Linked DNA regions of Mus musculus: region 1 is linked to region 2. The links are chromatin contacts, called in public promoter capture Hi-C maps. All regions are on one chromosome and are shown on one strand. Each heading gives the region's core, a stretch centred on a gene start, on an enhancer-like site or on the middle of the called end of the contact. The rest is flanking DNA. Distances are from core to core; before and after follow the strand shown. Region 1 holds the start of Hlx (H2.0-like homeobox). Region 2 has its middle 48 kb from the start of Gm39724.

The links. Promoter capture Hi-C pulls out the DNA fragments that hold promoters and counts their contacts.
Region 1: a contact with region 2 is called in a promoter capture Hi-C map of liver, with 3 times the contacts expected there. The contact joins the promoter of Hlx here to the enhancer-like site in region 2. A contact is called at or near these places in 7 of 39 promoter capture datasets (the 3T3-L1 cell line, cranial neural crest, liver and 3 more) and 3 of 115 datasets of contacts at active chromatin or transcription factors (astrocytes, neural tube and stem cell-derived neural progenitor cells).

What each region holds. Positions count from the first base shown.
Region 1 is chr1:184,729,245-184,733,865 of GRCm38.p6, reverse strand. Hlx (H2.0-like homeobox) reads left to right here and starts at 1,373. Exons shown (of 4, transcript NM_008250.2): 1 at 1,373-2,307; 2 at 2,996-3,175; 3 at 3,822-4,006. The coding sequence starts at 1,725.
Region 2 is chr1:183,677,861-183,681,823 of GRCm38.p6, reverse strand. No RefSeq gene overlaps it. Among named protein-coding and RNA genes, the nearest start is that of Gm39724, 48 kb to the right of the region's middle. Within about 2 kb of position 1,708, at least 51 of the 459 cell types and tissues checked have an H3K27ac peak or open chromatin away from gene starts, as enhancers often do.

The DNA of each region.
Region 1 (4,621 bases), core at 124-2,623, 1.1 Mb before region 2:
CTGAGGGGAAATAAGCCTGCCTTGGAATATCATTCCGGAGACACTTACTTGGACAATCGAAAACAAAAGATTTGGTGGTTTCGTTATTGTCATTATTTTATTTTCTTCCTGAAATGTGCAACAACCGTTCATCTAGGTGGCCTGTGGTCTGTTTGGGAGAGGGGCGGGGAAATCCACTCTGACTATAATTTAAAAGAGAACGAATTCTTAAAATAGAGATGTTGATGCGACAGAAAATTCCCAGTGCACCTAGGCTGAGTTCTAAAGACCCTAGCAAGAATGGAAGGCGCTGGCTGTGGAGGCTCGGACAGTGCCTCCCTCCAACAGGCCAAAGCGGATCCTGGAAAAACTGCAGCCGAATTAAAAGTAGGTATTTAATCTCAAAGGCAACCGCTCCCTGGCACTTGCAAAACATAGGACCTCACGTGACCAGGGGATGTGGTGGCCGCGGAGGGTAGCACTTCCTACAAGGTGCAGAGAGGGGACACGCGTGCCGCTCTTCTGGGGCTGCACTCCTTGTTGGTTCCGAGGCTCAGGGTAAAAGTTTGGCTGTTTCTAAGGGAGACGTTTGGAGCCATCTATCTTATTTTTGTTTGAAAAGTCACTCTTTCAAGTTGTCACTGGAATGACAGCTCCGAATAAAACTAATTTGTGGTCTGCCCTCCTCCTGGCTTCTTGGAGCAGCTCTGGTGAGCTGAGAAACCAGCGGATTACAGTAGACTTGGGTCGGGATTCTGGGCTGTAGGGGCGCTGAGAGGATGGGGCCTTTACCTAGGACTTGTGATAAAAGCACCTGGGTAAAAGCAGAGAGAAGGAAAGTCGCATGAGAGCGGAATACGGAAGGGACAGCCTGCGGACCGCCAGCGTGGTCTGCTGGGGTGGAGGTTGGGGGTGTACTACAGCAGAGTACGGGAGCCTCAGTGATCCCCCTCCTCCGCAGCTCCAGGAAAATTCCGGAGACCGGCTCCGAGGCTCTGCCGCTGGCGGGTCCCCGAGCTGCAGGGGACAGAGGAGAGCCAGAGGCCCGAGGAGTCTCGACCCCCAAGCGGCTCCCAGAGACGCTCAGTACTCAGCTTAGCCCACGCTGCCGCAGAAAACACTTTGGCGTGGCCAGGGCGTGGCCGAGCTCGGCCACGCCCCCCTCTTTCCCAATTCCCCTCCACTCCGGAGTCCCATTGGTCACGAAGACGTCCAATGAGCGCACGGATCAAGGTCCTACCCGGGGTCTGACTCGAAAGCTCCTGCCAAAACTTTGGGAGTTTTTAGAGAGGAGTTTTTTTTTTTTTTTTAATTTTTTTCCTTTTTTTTTTTTTTTTTTTTTTTTAAACTAACGGATCATTATTGTTGTTTTAAATTTAGCTCTTAGGGCTTAGCTGTTTGGGTTTTTCTTTCGGTGTCGGGTCCCTGTCTCCCCGGCTTCTGCGGAGTAGCAGAGCGAGGCCGCGCTCGCCTTGTCGCCCCAGCGCCTGGCGATCGCCTCCATCCACCCGGCGGGGAGCGCGCCCGCCGCGCCGCCTTTCAAGCCAAGCCAGGGGCCCAGGCCGTGGCGGGCGGCGATCGGGCCCTCGCCTCGTCCCTCGGTGGCGCTAGGGCTCCCCGGTTGGCCCTCCGCTTCAGGGCGGGCGAAGAACCGAAAGCAGCTCGGGCTCGGCTGGGACACCGCCTCTGCCCGAGCGCCCACCCACTTCCCCACTCACCCAGGACCCCGCCGGGATCCTGCCAGGATGTTCGCAGCCGGCCTGGCTCCCTTCTATGCTTCCAACTTTAGTCTCTGGTCAGCCGCCTACTGCTCCTCGGCGGGCCCGGGCGGCTGCTCCTTCGCCCTGGACCCAGCCGCTGTCAAGAAACCCTCTTTCTGCATCGCGGACATCCTGCACGCCGGCGTCGGGGAGCCGGGGCCCGCTGCAGAGGGACTGGTGGGGGCCTCGGCAGCCCTCACCGCACACTTGGGCTCCGTGCACCCGCACGCCTCCTTCCAAGCTGCCGCCAGATCCCCGCTCCGTCCCACCCCGGTGGTGGCGCCCTCAGAAGTCCCGGCTGGCTTCCCTCAGCGGCTGTCTCCGCTCTCTGCCGCCTTCCACCAGCATCTCCCGCAGCAATCACCAACGCAGCAACAGCAACCGCAGCAGCAGCCCCCGCCTCCACCCCGGGCGGTCTCCCTGCAGCCACCGACTTCGGGGACGCGGGTGGTCCCCCACCATAGCGGCTCCGCCCCTGCCCCCTCCAGCAAAGACCTCAAATTTGGTATCGATCGAATTTTGTCTGCGGAATTTGACCCAAAAGTTAAGGAAGGCAACACTCTGAGAGGTACGTATCGCTGGAAGGCCTCAGGCCTCACCACCACCCATGAGGGGCCTGATGTCAGGAGGATTTGGGGTGCGTTTATTTTTAAGGACAGAACGGTAGAATGAGGGCGAAGAAAACGAAATGAAGGAAAACTTAGTGACATGTAAAAGTCAGCTATCCCATGTTTAAAAACATATCTTCGTGTTGCTTAAACAGCATAGAAACGGATGACCATACTCTGGTTGCTGCAAAGTTTTGCAAAAGTGTGTATTATCCATCTTTTGAATGAAATATCTGCAGAACGACCTAGATCTTTCTGACAAGGAAATCTCAGCGTGGGGACACTTTGCATTTATTTGATTTCCAGTATTTCTTAAGAATTGCGGGGAAGCAAACCGGCCAGTCTAAGCTCCTGAAGGAAGGCGGGGGGGGGGGGGGGCTGAAGGGTGTAAATTAGGGGTTTGTAGAATTTCTGGAAGGCGTCCGAAATGACCACTTTAGCAACATTTTATGACAAGCCTTTCCTTATTATGGGGTGTACCGGCCATGCCTGACACACACTCTGGGGCAATTCAGGCCCCACTCTTCCGTAGCTGTTGGAGAAAGGGTCCATTTTGAGTTTAGTAGGTTCAAAGGGGGAGAAGGGAAAGGAGGAACAAATCTGCCCACAGTATGAGTTTGTGACCGACTCTTCTTTCCCCCTACCCAGATCTCACATCGCTGCTAACCGGTGGGCGGCCTGCAGGGGTGCATCTAGCTGGCCTGCAGCCTTCAGCGGGACAGTTCTTCGCATCTCTAGATCCCATTAGCGAGGCGTCTGCCATCCTCAGCCCCTTAAGCTCCAACCCAAGAAATTCTGTTCAGCATCAATTCCAAGACACATTTCCAGGTAGAAAAATTCAGCCAGTGCCGCAAAGGCCAGCGGTAGTGTGGAAAGTTGGGGTAGGAGCCTCCTAAGTCCTATGAGAGAAACTGAATATTCTTTTTAGTGGGACATTTGGAGAAGACCATGCTAGGGGAGCTAAGATAGTGTGTATATGGGTCTGGGTCACTGTCCCTATTCTTTTCGCCCAGAGAGGGTGGTTTGAAAATGAAGTATTCAAAGGTGAGGGTTACACTTGTGCACAAGCAGGAGCGTGAGACACACACACACACACACACACACACACACACACACACACACACACACACACAGAGTTTTGCTTGACTGGTTATATCTTCTCTGAAAGACAAATCTAGGGGAACATAGGGTTATCACGGGCAGGCCATTCAGACTCCAGGGACAATTCCAACTGTTTTAGCGTGTCTGGCGCTTTTGGGTTTGGTTTATGCATTTGTCTTGAACGAATTTACCAAATAGCTGGCTCTTCTTAGCGGCGTTAGGCCCAAGGTAGCCTGAAAAGATCTGTAAAATTCTTCCTTAGGCCATTCCCGCACAAGCCAAACACTTTAAAATATCTATGAGACCAGAAGACTGGAAGGCTGTGGCCTTAACACGATCATGGCCCTGAATCTCTCTTCCTGCTGCTTGGCAGGTCCCTATGCTGTGCTCACTAAGGACACCATGCCACAGACATACAAGCGGAAGCGCTCGTGGTCCCGTGCTGTCTTTTCCAACCTGCAAAGAAAAGGCCTGGAGAAGAGGTTTGAGATCCAGAAGTACGTGACCAAGCCAGACCGAAAGCAGCTGGCGGCCATGCTGGGCCTCACGGATGCACAGGTAAGCTAACTCTCCAGGCAAACGGAGAGCAAACAAGGTGGGCAGCAGGTCTCCTCTCGGAACTGAGCAGCTCCAGCAGTCTAAACACAAGGTCTTGGATTTCACCAGGGTTTGTGGTGTAGCAACTCAAAGCAAGGGGAGAGGTGGGTAGGGATGGAGATGAAGGAGAGGGACACAGAGAACAGCCCATTCCTGGAGATGTATGTCAACAAGCACGCCTGTTTATTTTGGCCAAGAGTCCAAAGAACCCCGGAGAAAGCAAATAGGCCACGGGAGATAATAATTATGCACTCGACCGAAGCACACTTCGCTGTAGGGCTGTAGGAGGCAGTTTATTTTTGAAGAGATAAAAAAGCAAAGTCAATAGCTTGTTGTTGGTTCCTGCCACCCCCACTGGATTGTGAAATCCCAGTTGTGAGGAACTGAAAATATAATTTCAAACGGAATTGCTTAGCGTTACTTTAAGACAGGGATGGAGCAGCCACAGTCCCACTTTCTAACAGACAGCTCAGTCTCTGGAGGTAGTGTCTGTTGGCAATGGAGTTGAGGGAAAGGAAAAAAATATTTTCTTAGAACGTCCATTTTTTTTTCAGTAGGTTTTGCCGATTTGATTTA
Region 2 (3,963 bases), core at 459-2,958:
CTCTTCTGGGTACCAAAGCAGAGATGCAATGTCACAGGATTTCTGACTTTTCAACTTCCTTGTTGGGGCAGGGGTCTGTTGGGATTTATGTCTATGGAAGAAGGTACATTAATAATAATGCTTGCATTCATAGAATCGATTAAAAAAATGAACCAAGCATTCAAGCACGTGAGTCTGTGGGGGCCATACCTATTCAAACCACCACACCAGCATAAAGTATAAACAAATGAAAGACTATAGAATATACACAGAAGCAAAAAAATTAAAATTAAAATTTTAAAAAAATTTTTTAAAAAGGACACTTAATACATTCTCCAGAAGTGGACAATAGACACCAGCAGGAAGACAGCTTTTTCTCTATAGCCAATGACTGACAGCATTTCAGTGCTAAAGATTATCCATCATTATCAAAGCTGCTGTGACAGAGCGGACCTTCGCCTGGGAGTCCAAAATGGAGTCCCTATTACTCTGTGATGAGCCTTGATTTTCATTTTATCTTTCTATTATACATCTATCCTCTTTCACTTAGAACAAAGAGATCTTCCACCTTCCATTTGCCTCACTAGCACCTAGGCCTGGCTTTGCATGTGTCTACTACAGCTGGGAGAAAGTGGTTTTCAAACCAGGACCGATGGCATTGTGTCCGGAGTCCACGGGAAACCCAGACAAGTCCAAGAATTGCAAAGTCCACTGCAACTCCCAAAAGAGTCTTTTATTGTTCCACATTGGAACTCGGATTGCCTGCCTCGAACTCACTGAGTGAATGCTGGCAAGCAACCCTGAGTTCAGAAAACACTGGGTTTATATACGGTATAGTTATGAATGTTCACAGAAAAGGGGAGTAAAGGGCTGTAATCATTTGGTGGAAAGGTACAGAAGTGGGAGGGGGTTAATGGGTGTCTGTTCAGGGACTAACTTCATAGCCAGTCATAACTGTCTCTGACCTGACCTCTGATTTCCCTTGAGCTTGTGATTTTTCTAAGGTCTCAAGGACAAGCACCCTGAAGAGTTCGGCTGTTTATCAAGAGTGTTGGAGACAAAAAGGCGGGGAGGATGTCTCAAGCTGTCCCCTCAAAATGTCTTCATTTAGGGGGAGTTTGATGGGTAGTGCCATTCTAACAATAGGGGAGGGGCCAAGGAGGAGTAGGCTTGCTGCAGGGGTGGGATGGTGGTGGTGGTGGCAGGGAACACAGAGGCAAACTGTACACACACTCAAGTCTCTCTAGTATCATTAATTTGGGGGTTACAACAATGGCAAGTTGGTGGCATGAAGGGAATCTGCACTTTGGGATGGGACCACTTTTTGTGCAGATGTTTCTATAACCCCAGACTCTCTACAGGACACTGCATGAGGGTAAGGTGGGAAAGCAGATCTCTTCTAAAGGAAACAGTTTTGTCTGTCAATCCCAGTTAAGATCGTTTCTGAGGCCTGCACTGCAGTTCTGTTTACTCTTCCCATGTATAAAATAGCTTTAATTTGAAATTACAAGTAAGAACACAAACCACAGGAATGTAGCACAGGCATTGTCACGCTTAGGAGGTAAGTAGAAAGACAGCCAGGAAGAATCCCGAGTCACCAAGCTCCAGTGAAATCAAAACGAAGTTGGGTGCGAGAGAGCGCTAGAAAAAACGTTAAGATTTCCTGCAAGTGGCTCCTCCTCACACCACACCACCAAATACTTAAGCTGTGATGCAAGCTGATAACATTTGGCACTCGCAGGGGTTTCTCAGTTTTGCAGTTTCCATGCAAACTCTGATTAATCCTGACAGTGCTCCTCAGAGAGCTGCTGGCCTGGAGCCAGACGAAGTGTGCGCGCCCTCACGTTGATTGCATAAGTTCACACAACAACCAATCCTTCTCTCCACAATTTCCCATCATCCATGGCTTAAATTCTCATGACAGATTTTAGGCAAACTCGCCTCTTCAAACTGTCCCTCTGTTCAAACTGTCTCCAGCCCCAACCCCAGGATCATGTCTCCCCTCGGAGTTCACTGGCTTCGGTTTTATATTCAAACATATTCCAGGATTCCCATCTGAGCCCGAAGAAAGTTTAATGGTCCCTGACTCCAACATTCTCCTGTGTGGGCATAAACCTCCATTTGTGTTCATAGAGTGATAGTACAACTACCCATCCTTCATCGCCTTTCCCTCCCTCAAAATAAGAAAATTGAGGCAAAACCAAACACTCAAAAAAAAAAAAAAAAAAAACTATTTGTTCACTAAAAGAAAAAATAGGAAACTCAGGAGACCTAAAACACAGCTCTGTCTCACTGTCACTGTGACTGGGATGAAGCACCCTGACAAATAGGGAAGATTTGTGTCTTACAACTTCAGGTTACTGTTTATCATTGAAGTTAGGGAGGCAGGAGCTTGAGATAGCCAGTCATGTCATATATACGGCAAAGACCAGGGAAAACTAGACACAGTCACACTGCCAGCTTGCTCTATTCAGCTAGCTTTCTTTACTTGTACAGTCCAGCCTATAAATGATGCCACCTCCACTTAGGGTGTTCCTTCCCAAACTTTGCTAACCAAAGCAATCAAGATAACCCCCCAGAGACATGCCCACGGGCCAATCTGATCAAGGCAATTTCTCCTTCAGGCTCCCTTCCCACGTGCTTCTAGGTTGTGACATGTTGATGTTTTTTTTGGTTTTTTTTTTTTTTTTTGGTTTTTTTTTTTATTACGTATTTTCCTCAATTACATTTCCAATGCTATCCCAAAAGTCCCCCATACCCTCCCCCCCCCCCACTTCCCTACCCACTCATTCCCATATTTTGGCCCTGGCATTCCCCTGTACTGGGGCATATAAAGTTTGTGTGTCCAATGGGCCTCTCTTTCCAGTGATGGCCGACTAGGCCATCTTTTGATACATATGCAGCTAGAGTCAAGAGCTCTGGGGTACTGGTTAGTTCATAATGTTGTTGCACCTACAGGGTTGCAGATCTCTTTAGCTCCTTAGATACTTTCTCTAGCTCCTCCATTGGGGGCCCTGTGATCCATCCAATAGCTGACTGTGAGCATCCACTTGTCCCACCATTCCTCAAGGAAAGTTTAAAACTCAAGTGAGGTGTCCTTATTTGTAAAACACTAGACCATCTATGTTTAAATATATAAGTCAGATCTTCTATCACCACTTACTAACAAAGAGAAAGATAAATGCGTAGTTGTATTAAATCACTGGTGAGGGAGGGAAGGTGCCTAGTGAGTAAGAGCTATCGGTGTACAAGCATGAGAACATGAGTTCAAATCCCCAGCACTCAGGTAAAGAGTTGGTCACAGCCATACATACCTACAACCCCAGCAGTATCAGGGGCAGAAATAAGAAAATCAGTGAATCTCGCAGACTCCCAGCCAAGTTAAGTGGAAGAGCCTGTCTCAAAAGGAATAGAGTGAGAGGTATCAGAAGAAGACACCTGACACACTGTCCTCTAGCCTCTACAAGGAGGCCATGTAAGTATTCCCACACACATATAACACACACACACAAACAAACACACACACACGTACATATAACATACATACACACACAGGTACATATAACACACATACACACACACACATGTACATATAACACACACAAACACATACATGTACATATAACACACATACACACACATGTACATATAACACACATACACACACGTACATATAACACACATACACACACACGTACATATAACACACATACACACACATGTACATATAACACACACAAACACACACATGTACATATAACACACATACACACACACGTACATATAACACACATACACACACACATGTACATATAACACACAAACACACACATGTACATATAACACACACACACACACACACACACAAAAGCTTCTGTTCCCCTAACCCGAGTGTGTTCTGGCTCTGCTAGGAATTAACCTAATCTGTTTCTCAGTGCGCCTGGGTCTATGGGGCCTCCCTCTCATTCGGCCTCATTTCTGATG